Linked DNA regions of Rattus norvegicus: region 2 is linked to region 1. Evidence: chromatin contacts called from public Hi-C data. All regions are on one chromosome and are shown on one strand. The core of a region is the stretch at or near the end of the contact, and the rest is flanking DNA. Distances in the headings are between cores, read along the strand shown. Region 1 has its middle 39 kb from the start of Kcnj12. Region 2 holds the start of Kcnj12 (potassium inwardly-rectifying channel, subfamily J, member 12).

Region 1 (6,123 bases), core at 227-2,726:
GAAAGGCTTTGACTGGATTACAGGGCGAGAAGCTTCTCTTTGTATCATGCATCTGAGATTTTTCCTGTCTTTTTTATTGGTCCGTGAAAAGACATACCTGATAAGTTATTTGCCCACCCGTGAAATGAGCCAATTAGAGTACAAAGATTAAAGTATATAGACAGGTTTTGTGGGAAGTGGCTCTCAGGTGGGTTCACTTGTTCCAAGGACTGCGGCCAGGGAAGTCACCATGAGGAGGGAGAAAGAGAGGAGGAGGGAAGAGAAAGAGAAAAGGAGCACACACAAAGAAAGGGAGAGACTAAAATGTCTGGAATGTATAGGAAAAAGGCTCTGGGGGAAGGGCAGCCCAGCCCCTGGGCTGGAAAGTTTAGGATAGAGGGTGGGATATGCCAGGCAGGAACTGAGGGATGCTGGGAGAACCTGGAGGCCAGGTCTGCTTTGGTATGTAACTCAGCTCTTTGTCCCAGGTCTGAATTGCAACAATACCAGTCAGTCAGCTGAACATTTTTGAGCGCACGTAGCTGTTCAGAAAGCAATAGAGAGGTTGACCACTGACAGAAATCATGGTCCCTGTGGGGGGCGGAGAAGCAAAACCACAGGCCTGCTTCATGTCTGCAGCAGTGGCAAAGGGCTGCTTAGCTACCCAGGCGACATGGCCAGTGGTCTCTTTCCTATTGCTCTGGGGATTCAAAGGTTCAGGGGTAGCGAGGGAAGCCCACTGTCTTGGTTAGTTTTACGTCAAATTGACACAAGCTAGAATCATTTAGGAAGAGGGAACTGTAATTGAAACAAAACAAAACAAAACAAAAAAAACCTCTACGATTGGCCTGGGGGCAAACCTGGGGAGTACTTTTTATTTGACTACTTTTATTTATGTGGGAGGGCCCAGGCCACTGTGGGCTGTACCAGCCTTGGACAGGAAGTCATGAGCTGTGTAAGAAAAAGCTTGAGTAAGCCATGAAGAGCAATCCAGTAAGAAGCATCCCTCCATAACCTCTGCTTCTGTTCCTGCCTCCAGGTTCCTGCCTTCAGTTCCTGTCCTGACTTCCCTCAATGATGGAGTGTGACCCTAGAGTTCTAAGATGAGATGACAACTTGCCTTCCCAAGTTGCTTTTGGTCATGGTGTTTTAACACAACAATAGAAACTTAACTCAAGAGCCTTAAGAGATGTGGGAACTTAGGAGAGAAACTGTCAGCAGAGCAGACAATGGAGGCCTAACTTGTGATATTTCAGAGGGAAGCGAAGACTGTATCAGTACCACTTACGTAATATTTGAACCATCAAGGCAAAACCTTTGTTTTTCTGGGACAATTGATTCTGTTCAGTTGGATCTATGATCTGTGATTAATAAGAGGTCAGCATCAAGGCAAGATTTTTCTGGGAACTATTTCCTCAGGATCAGCACACAGAAGCCATGGTCCAGAGAGGGCCAAGGCTATATATACCACATGCTAGCAGCCAAACTTGGTCATGCGTAACAGCCTCCCAGGCAGTACTGGTTTTGGAGGCATGAAGAGGTCATGGAGTGCTGCTGAGGCTTGGTGCCAGGAGAAACTAGGAGATGCCATGATGGGAGTTAGAAACTTCAGGACTGAGGGGGGTCACAGAGAAAGGTTGAAGCTTGGTACAATATGACAGTCAGTGTCCCTGAAGAGAGCCCAGGAGAGGCTCTGTGAAGGTACAGCCCAGTTGCAGCAGAGGCCCCAGCATTTCAGAGATGCCAGCACCATGGGATGACAGCCAAGCACAGCAGTGGCTGTGGAATGGAGCCAGCCCGATCCTGAGACAGGCTGTGTTGTGCTGGGTATGGCAGAGCTGGGGGAATGGGGCTGTCTACAGCCTTTGGAACCCTGAGGATCCTGCGTGGGTTCCAGAATCTGATCCTGAGCTTTACACTGGTGAACTTTGGTTTTGCTCTGACTAAATTATAACTGCCCCCTGGTTCTTCCCTCCTGGGGTAAAAAGGATATGATTTATTTTAATTCTTACAAAAACCCAAAGTTGAGAGACTTTGAACTTTTAAAGAAATTCAGCGGTTTCAGAGAGACATTGGAATTTTAGAAAGACTTAGAATGTTTTTGTTGTTGTTTTGGTTTGGGTTTTTTTGTTTGTTTGTTTTGTTTTGTTTTGTGGGTTTTTTGTTGTTGTTTTATTTTGTTTTGTTTTTGGCTTTTTGGGTTTTTTGGTATTGTTGTTGTTTGGGCTTTTTTGTTGTTGTGTTGTTTTGGTTTTTTGAGACAAGATTTCTCTATATAGCCCTGGCTGTCCTGGAACTCTCTATAGACCAGGCTGGCCTTGAACTCAGAGATTCACATGCTTCTGTCTCCCTAGCGCTGGGATTAAAAGCGTGAGCCACCACCAACAGCTGACTTTGGACGTTTTGTTTTGTTTTGTTTCGTTTTTTTCGGAGCTGGAGACTGAACCCAGGGCCTTGTGCTTGCTAGGCAAGCGCTGTACCACTGAGCTAAATCCCCAACCCTGACTTTGGATGTTTTAAAGAGACTGAATTTTTTTAAATATTTGAATTCTTTTAAGGCTGAAGGACTTTTGCAATGTTTTATATTGTGTTAGTGATATTAATATAAGATCTCTGGGACAAATAAGAAAGGGAAGTTTATGGTTTAATAGTGATGTGTTTATATGTCAAGTTCACACAAGGTAGAATCATTTGGAAAGAGGGAACTGCAATTGAGAATATTCCCCTAGACTTACCTCCAGACAAGCCTGTATGGCATTTTCTTGATAATAACTACTGTGGTAGAGCCCAGACCACTCTGGGTGGTGCCAGTCCTAGACAAGTAGCCCTAAGTTGTATAAGAAAGCAGGCTGAGCAAGTCATTGGGAGCAAGCCAGTAAGCAGCATCCCTCCATGGCATCAGCTTCACTCCTGTGTCCAGGTTCCCACCTTGAGTTCCTGCCCTGGCTTTCATCAGGAATGAAGTGTGGCCTGAGAGTTGTAAGATGTGGAAAAAAGACACTCACCTAAATATCTACTGGAGAAACTGACAGGGAGATGTGATAGCACTGTGATCGGGGGGAGGGGAGCATCCAGGAGTTGGTAGGTGAGGAGAAAGTCTTACATGCTAGACATACCCCACTAAAGGATAGATAGATAGATAGATAGATAGATAGATAGATAGATAGATAGATAGATAGATAAGCATATAGATAGATGTAAACATATATGGATAAATATAGATAGATGACTATTGTAATACATAGGCATATATAGGTATACATAGGCATATATAAGGGTATATAGGCATATATAGTTATATATATTGGCATATATAATCAGAAAAGTCTACCTAGGATTCTTTCCTTCCCAGATCTCCTAGCAAAACTAGTTTCCAGAAAAAATTAGCTGTGTATCACCTGTGGCTTGACATTCCTGGGTAGGAGGTGGGTGGGTGTCCCCATGGAAGATACACAGCTTCAGTAAAAGCTTCAGATCTGGGGTTCAGTTTCTACTCGATTGTGACCAACTAGGCCAGGGCCATTCCCTATGTCTTGCCTTTGCCATTGTATCTTGTCCCTGTGGGCTCAAGGCCTTGGCTGGAACTCTAGGGAATACCGGGGGCTAATGGATGGGGAAAAGTATACAATGGATGCAGCCCTGGGGTAGATACACCCAGGGCCAGGGAGCTCAGTGGAGCTTTCGGGCTCAACAGGACCAGAGGAGGAAATAGGGGGCAGTGGGGGCCTCTGAGGATTGTTGTGAGGCTTCAACCAGAAAGAAAACGGGCCCTCATAGCATCAGAACCGTGAGCCACAACTGGATTTGAACGTCTCTGTTTAGGAGAATTGAAGTAAGTATTCAGAGAAAAATGTGGGCCCCAGTTTTTTGGCAACAGTGCCATGCACAGCAGCCAGAAGGCAAAAGCAAGCTCCGCCTATCCATGGTGAGGCACGAAGAGAATAGCATGTCTGTCTGCAGGACAGAATCATTCAGCCTTGGAAAGGAGTGAGCAGTGTGCTCACCACAAAAAACGACAAGTGTATGTGGTCACGCTGTGTCACTCAGCTGGAAGCAGCCATTGCACAAGGCATACATATTTCAAAACAGCACACTAAAGCCGGGTGTGGCGGCACATGCCCACACTCCAGGAGGTAGAGGCAGGAGGGAAGTGAGTTCCAGGTCAAACTCTGCTATACAAGTCTGAGACTAGCCTGGGCTACGCGAGACCCTGTCTCAAAACAGAGACCAACGACACCAAAATTAATCAATTTCTTCAAAAGTAACAAAGGCTAAAAACAGATTAGGCAGAGCACCAAGTGACAAGGGAGAGGCCCTGAGTTCCATCTCCAGTCCTGTCAGGACAAAGGAGGGGAAGGACAAGGAAGGGGAAGATGACCCACCAGGACCATGACAGCGACAGCCGTCTGATAGTGAGGCAATCCAACCCCCACTACACACCCACTCACTTTCACACGCTCATTCACTCTCACACACACCCTCACATGGAGGAAGAACCTCCAGGGTGGGGGTGGGGGCAGCATGCCATGTGCTGGGGGCGGTTTCAGCCTTGCCAGCCACACTTTATAAATTTTGCATCATCTTGGCTATGAATAGCTCCTTCTGCAGCAAGGCAGACAGATCAAAGGGAGGAGAAGGGCCCGAGGAATGCTGGAGGAGGGTCAGGATGTACACTGAATCCCTGAAGAAGCTTTTGGAGCCTGAGGGAAGGTGGGTGGTGAGGTAGTGTTGAAGGAAGGGGGACGATATCCCTTCCCACCCCAAGGCCAAGATGAGGCGCCACAGGAGTTCCCAGCAGGGACCTGGAAAACCTGTGTGCGTCCACGCACCTGAGTTGACCTGAGGCCCAGATCTCTGGTCAAGTAGAGGCTATTCTCGGTGTGCGCCATGAGTCCCTTAGCCAGTCAAAGGGAATGCATGATGGGGCGCAGGTAAACTGACAGGAGGCTTAACAGGAAGTGTGATCCAGTGAGGCACAGGTCAGGGGTTAGGAAGGTCCCTGAAAGGCCAATGATTTCACGGTCACTTTCATAGGATCTGTGACTGGGAGACCTGGGTTCAAATCCTAGCTCTGCCCTTTCCTAGCTGTTTGGCTTTTGGCAAAATACATGACCTCTCTGTACCTCAGTTTCCCCAATATTGGCTTAGAAGTAAATAATAAAACTCCCCAGCTGGGTAGTTGTGAAGCGCAGTTCCTGGCCGCCAGCTGATGTCTACCTGAGGCATCTGCCTGCCCCCTAGCCCACTTTGCCACCCCACCTGACATGAGAAAAAGATGGTCCTGTCCCAGGCCACACGAGCACACATCACCCCATGCCACCAGTGCTATGGCCTGCCCGTGAGAGCCAAGGAAGTCACTGGCAAACAGCCCTCCCCACCCCAGGGGCACCCAGTTTTCGAAGCTTATGGTCTGCCCTTGCCAGGCCACCATCTATCTATACCACCTTCTCAAGGCCCCAACTCAGGGTCTCAGGCCACTCCCAGCTCTCTGTCTCACTGGACTGTCATAAGCATAAATGTTCCTAGCCACCTGAGTTGATGACACCTTTACTTTAAGTGTCTGCCCACACTAGGAGATGCTCCACTTCATCTGCTCTCTGAACAGATCCTCTGAGGGGAAGGCCATCATTATCCCCAGTATTCCTGTGGGCTGAAGGAAGGTAGGCAAGGCATAGGCCTCAGCCACACACCTGGTATTTTCAGTTATGGCTGGCTCTTCTATGCAAGTGCTGGGAAAGTGGGTAAGCCCCGTCTGCTCCCTGGACCTTAGTTTCCTAAAGTCTAGAGTGCAGAGACCCCATAGCAAGACCTAGAGAGTCCAATCCCAGCCTTCTGCTTGTGGCCTCGAGAGATGAGTACCCAAGCCCAGCATGCACTTGTCTACCTGCCTCCCAGACCCGGAGCCTGAAAGCTGAGCTTAGCGCTCAGTAAGGGCTTGGGAGGTAGGATAGGGCATGTTTTCTACAGCTAGGGGCAGATGAGAACACAGCCCCTCCAAGGGACCAGTGAGCCCCCTCCTGACACCCTTCCCTGGCTTCCTGGGGCTCTACCTAGGAATGTCCTCCAAAATGAGACGTGCCCTCCTTGAGGAGAAGAGGCTCATGAGACTGGAAAAGCAGATGAACGAATCCAGGAAAGCTGGCC
Region 2 (6,354 bases), core at 988-3,487, 37 kb before region 1:
AGTACTGCCTGGTCCTGCCTAGAGCAGAGCAGAGGGAAACACAGGGGTCCTGGTATGAAAGCTTCTGATTTGGGGAAAGTGGGGAGGCCTTCTGTTTTGACCTAACATGTTGCATGGCTCTGGAAGCACCTGCCGCAGATACCTCTCCCAACACAGCACAGACTCCTAATCCTACCTCCACTAGTCACACATCGACAGAGGACCTTACCTGGAGAACCCAGTGACAGAGTACTCATCCATTACCCCATGGTGCCCACCCAGCCCAGGACAAAAGAGAACAGTTAAGGCTTGAAGTACACAAATGCCAGTCCCGTATCAACACTGCATTTACGCATATAGCAGTAGCTCAATGGAGAAGAAGGTCCTGCTCTGTTGTCTAGCACACCAGAACTACCTACCTTGTCCCTAAGGTTGACTAAGCCTCTCCCTGTTCCCAGCTGAGGCCGGTCTGGTGGGCCACATGCCCACAACTGTACATTTATTCTCACAAGTGGCTCAACCTATCCAGGTCACCTATTATGATAGAGACCCTTGTGTCTCCTGACTAATTGGAGGGACCCCTTGAGCACAGCGGATGATTTCGCTGAGAAGTCTCTTTGGGGTTCCCCTACAGGCCCTGAAGGGGCTCTCCTGGGAATACAGAGGAAGGAATTTTCAAGGAGGAGCCTGGTATTCCAATCTGCCTCCCCTCCCTGCACTTCTCCTGTTCATGGGTAGATTTTGGTGAGGGGTCCCAAATCAGCCACCCGGTGTAGTGCCAGGCTGGAGTCTAGTGAGGTGGGACAGCAGCCAGGGCGGGATTTCGCTTATCTCTCAGAGCGTTTGAAGGCTGGAAGCCTAAGCCTTGTGGGTTCCCACCTTGGAGGAGGAGGCAACTGATCTCAGCGGCAAGTGGGCACCGAGGCCATCCAGAGAGCTGAAGCCTCTAACCAGTGCTCAGGAGGTGGATGCCAAGGCCAGAAAGTCCCTAGATCTTTACTGCCAGCTTCAGGCTTGGGTACAGGTAGTAAGGAAGAAACTAGAAAGGGCCAAAGACAACGTCACACTCTGGGGATGGCCAGAAGGGCCGCCCCAATCCCACTAGGTCTATGCAGTAGGGTGGCAGAACCTCCTAGAACTGGAGGCCTTCACCGAAGTGACACTTTCCTGTGAGCTCTAAGGTATTCACAGGACATGTGCACAAATTAAGGCAGGGGCCGAGTCTACGAGTCTACGGCCTCGGCTCTCCCGCTTTCCCCAAAGGCTCTTCAGAAGCTCTCCGTCCCAGCCGTCTCACGGTTCCTCACAGGACACCAGAATAGACTTGTGCGCCTAGGAGAGACCCTCTGCCCTGAGCCCCTTTGGGTTTCTCAAGACCAAATCTAAGAAGCAAAAGGTGTCCTGGACTTGCAGGCTAGATGGATGGTTAAGAACCACCTCCAGAATATTTTTACTCCATTACAGCACAGGCGGTGGGAAAGAAATGACTCCAAAGATCCCAGGTCTTAGCAGGGAGCATTCTCAGGTCGCTAGCTGAACCTGTGCACTCACTCTGTACCTCATCTTCATCACAGGTCTCTCGGGTAAGGTCACGCCTAGGACCAATGCTGCGCGCAAAAGTGGCTCCGCCCGCTGCCTTACGAGCCCCCTCAATCCAGCCGGCTGAGGGGGATCAAGAGCTCCTCAAAGTTTCCAAGAGCCGCCCCCCGCCCTCGCAACACACACATACACACTGGGAAAGAGGTTAGCCCGGAGCAAACTTCCCTGGTGGCTGTAGCCTGAAATATGGCAGGGGAAGAAAAGCTCTCTGTCAGCATTTCATCTGGTGGTTCACCACGGGAAAGGAGAAAAAGGAACGGAAGGAGCCTTTCTGCCTCACCTTCCCTGTTGCTGCACCACCCCTCGCTCACCCGGGGCGGGAAGCTGTCTGATGGGAACAGGGGCCGGGCGGGTGGGCCGTGCGCCCGCGGCCGCGCTCTTACCTCGGTCAGTGGCCGGGGCGCGGCGCGTCCCGCGTCCTCCAAGCTCCGCGCGGCCGTTCCGGGTCCCGGCCGCCGCTGCGCTGGCTGCATTGCCACCGTTGCCGCCGCCGCCTCAGCGCAGCCCCTGGGAGCGCTCCACGCCGAGGGGCGCGTCGCTCCCGGGCGCTGGGTGCCACCAGCCAGCCATGGGTCGGGGGCGCACGCCCAGACGGCGCCCCCAGCCACTCGGCTCTCGCTCCGGGCTTGCCGCTGGCTTCTGTCGCTCAGTCCCGCGACAAGAACCGCCGACCCACCCCCTCCCCCGCCGCAGTTATCTGATCCCGGGCAGGGCCGGGCGCGCTCCCCAGAGCCGGGTGTGGGTGTCCTGCACCTCCCAGCGGGCTTCGATCGTACAGGGCACCCTCCCCCGGCGACCGTTCCCAGGGAGGCGGTGGCAGCGCAGTCGCGGCGTGGCCCAGGGAAGACAGGGAACGAGGAATGGAGGGCGAGGAGGCGGCGGGAGGCAGAAGCTTCTGCGCGCACCCAGCTCCGCGCCCCGCTGCCACAGTAGCCCAGCTCGGTAACTCCTCCAACTCTCCGCCAAAAGCACGCCCGCCCTGCGCCGCGGCGCCGCTGATCCCGCCCACCACCGCCCTGGCCTGGCCCGGTGGCCCCTCTTGGCCCCAGCTGCCCCCCACACGCACCAGCCACTTGCGCACTGGAGCGCGCGCGCGCGAACACATACGCGCGCACGCGCGTGGCACACACACACACACACACACACACACACACACACACACATCTTCCCGGGGACACGCGCACACACAGGTGCATGGCGAGCATATATATACTCAGACTACAGGCAGACGAGGGAATCTGGACAGGCTGCACACGGCAGGATACCGAGCAAGCTCAGGCAACACCTGCACAAAATGCATGAGATGAGGAGCGCGGTGGCTAAGGTGCACAGGTGCAGTCACAGTCACACAGGCACATACGGGATGGGATCAGTCAACACATCCACACAGGCTTGCTTCTGAGCTCACATATTCATTCCCCTTACACACCAAGCACGGGGTCACAGGCACACTCCACCCTCTTTAATATCATATCGCTTCTTCCCATCTTGTGTTGCATTTAGCTTTTATCTCTTGCTTTTTCTGTGCTCCTCCTTCTGGCTTCTCTGCTGATCTAATTCCATGTGACTCCCCTCCCCTTGCCCACTCTTGTCTGGAAGGCACCCTTGGTACTCTCCTCTCCCAGTCTCCTGGAGCCTATTGTCTGGACCTCGAGTCTCTGCCTCCTGCAGAGCCTAGACCTTTCAGCCTGGCAGCCGATTAGCCTAGCTGGCCTCAGGGAAATCCCATTTTATCATAGGGCTGACCCCCAGCTCAACCCTAACACTGAAGAATCTGGCTGAGAAGGCAGGTCTACAGGCAGAACACAAGCTTCATAAAACTGCCCAGCGCCCTGGTCTCCAGCTCCTCCATAATGTGAAATATAATTAGGCATTTGAATAGCAGAGACACTAGATACAGGCTCCTAGCCAAGAAGCATGGCTTTCTGGCCACCCAGATGCCCAGGCTCTGGAAGCTTCTTCAGAGCACTGCAGAACCCACCAGCCCAACTCCAGGGAGCCAACTCCTCATCCAGGCCCCAGAGTCTCCAAAAAGCTCGCTTGCCTCGGGTTATGCTTATCTGACCTCTACCACCAAGTAACCCTCCGTGCAAGCCACATCAGCACTCAGTCTCTGGATTCCCTGTGGGACATTATGGGGCTCAGTGAGTTATGGGAATGGTGAAGGTTGAATGAGATGAGTATATGTACAGTAGCTGAGTAGCTGGTGGGTCTTGGGTGCTTGAGCGATCTATGCCGTCCTCTGTGCTAAGGACTTAGCTAGAGTTACTCTGCTGCCATTATGATCCTCTGGGAGGTCATATGATCCATGGACCCACTTTACAGATAAAGACATGGAGGTCCATCGAGATAGTTGCTTATCTAGTCGCACGATGGTAGAAGAGGGGGTGTCTCAGAACCAAGTGTGTCCTTCAGTTGGCCATGCCTTCCTGTCTAGTTACTGTTGAAGACCACAATACAGAGAAAATGGGTATCCCCAGGGACTCCATTCCCAGGTCCCCATTCCCCAGGTCTGCCTTGGACAGGCACATGATGTCCTGATTACTATCTTCTGAATGAACAAGGAGGAAAATACCGGGGATACCCCTGGTCCACCCTACCCAGTCCTGGTGTCCGGAGAAGAGAAGCCAAAGGCAGAAGTAAGGGAAAATTTCCCCTGCCTACAAGCTTCTTTATTCTCTCAGGAAGAGCAAATCCAAGTTGCACTTGAGGGGCTACACCAGAAACTCCAAAGAGCTCACAGCATGCTGGTAGACAAGAAAATGGACAGAACACTATAGATCTCCATTGGGTCTAGGATCTTAAACATCTCCAGTAATGAGTTCAAGGGGGTCTTAGGGTGGAGCATACACACACATATGCATACATATACACACATGCACATTTACATATAGGCACATATACACATATGCACATATACACACATGCACATATACATGCGTGTACATATACACACATGCACATATACATACATATACACACATGCACATTTACATATAGGCACATATACACACATGCACATATATACACGTGCACATTTACATATGGGCGAGTATACAGCCCCCCTCAGCTGTTTATCTGGGCAAGGGCCTCAGAGGACTGTATAAAGCTGGGGTGGGGGACTCCCCCCACCCTGTTATCAGCCACACTTCACAGATAGGACAATTGTCTTGTCCAAGGTCATCTAACAAAACCCACCAGAGAAATGGCCCAATCCCCCACAAGCACTGCACTCTAGACTTCCCATCCCGCCCTCCAGCTTACAAGCAGGAACCAACTTCATTTCCTAATCAAAACTCACATCTCTTTCTAGGATATCATGAGTCTTCTACCAGGCTCATCGTCTTGGCCTCCTCATGGAGAGCACACCCATGGTCAAGTTTCAGTGACAGAGGACAGAGGACAGCCACACAGGAGTACTCCCTCTAAGCAGGGCTCCAGGTATGGACAGGACATGGTGGATCAAGACATCCTGCCTCTCTCCAGAGCTGAGGGGGGGTGTTTTAGGACGTGCCCAGTCTCAGCACGATTGTTTCCAGCACAGCGCCCAAGGACACATTTCTCACTAAAGTCCCACTTTCTTCTCTGTAAAGTATGGGGTGGCCACAACCACAGAAAATCAATTCCTGCCTTGCACGGCATAGAGATGAGTTGTCCTGCCACACGCATACATTCCCATAGGACCTGTGTGGCTGTCCCTCCATCTGAGAGAATCCTCCTAGACAAGGCTATAACTGGGGCCCCGTCCATTCTCTCAGCCAAAAGCCTGTGTACCCATACAGTCCCAGACTGGGGCACCCAGAGGAAGCCATCAGCTTATTTGGAAACCCTTCCTTGTCATGAGGACAGCAAGAACAGCAAAGGCATTCAGAGAAACTCCCTAAAGGCTTCAGTATCCTGTCTCCGTAGGTAGCAGTCTGAAATGCCGGCCTCTCTGCCTAGCAGCTGGCAGCAGTTCTGACAACCAGCTCCTGTGAAAACCAAAAGGTCCTTCCTCGGAGTCTTTGTTGGCCTGGCAGCACCTGGTGCTCCTCAAGAACACCTTCTCCAAGGATAGGATTTCTTCTGCCTCTCCTAGATTTTGGCCTAGCCTCTGCCCTCCACATGCTCCAGTCTCCTTTCCAGACATACTGGCCTGCCACCAACTCAATCCTTCCCTAGCCACCCACTCCCCTTTCAGGCAGGAGTGTTGTTTCTCTCATTGCTTTTCCTTCAGTGCATCTCAAGACTCCCCTGGGAAAGACCACCCCTAAGCCATCCTACTTTCCCTTTCTTGCTTTGCCTTTCCCCCAGGAGTCTGGCTTCTTGTTCATCTCCATGATTGTCACCGGTTCCATGAGACCAGAGACAGGTCCTTGTGTGCAGACCAGGGCAGGCACCTGGGCATGAGGGCATGTCTTCAGAGCAAGCATGAGGAGAACGGTGGAGAATTCCATCATTCTCCTATTCAGCCCAGTGCTCATGGACACATTTAAATAATCTGCATGGTCATGGGACCATGTGTGTGTGTGCGTGCATGTGCATGTGTGTAACCATCTGGGAAACAATTCTAGCCTCCTACTCCAATGCTCGTCCTGACTCTGATCAATACCCCATCTAAGGAGTCAGAAAGAACTGTGCCCATGGGCATCAGGATAAGCATTTGTGGTAGAAACCATGGGCAGGAAGTCAAGAGGCACAGGGGGCATTCTGCCTGAGCCTTGTCCACAGCCTAGGCAATCAGTCAAGAGGAAAGAGGCCTATCACTCAGGCTATGAGCCACAGAGTAGAGCCCAG

The links. A called contact is a pair of places that touch in the nucleus more often than the background predicts.
Region 2: a contact with region 1 is called in a Hi-C map of psoas muscle, with 2.2 times the contacts expected there. The contact joins the promoter of Kcnj12 here to the enhancer-like site in region 1. A contact is called at or near these places in 2 of 12 Hi-C or Micro-C datasets (hepatocytes and psoas muscle).

Annotation. Positions count from the first base shown.
Region 1 is chr10:46,154,009-46,160,131 of GRCr8, reverse strand. No RefSeq gene overlaps it. Among named protein-coding and RNA genes, the nearest start is that of Kcnj12, 39 kb to the left of the region's middle. Within about 2 kb of position 1,476, at least 33 of the 93 cell types and tissues checked have an H3K27ac peak or open chromatin away from gene starts, as enhancers often do.
Region 2 is chr10:46,191,993-46,198,346 of GRCr8, reverse strand. It overlaps Kcnj12 (potassium inwardly-rectifying channel, subfamily J, member 12), which reads right to left and starts at 2,237. Exons shown (of 2, transcript NM_053981.2): 1 at 1,962-2,237.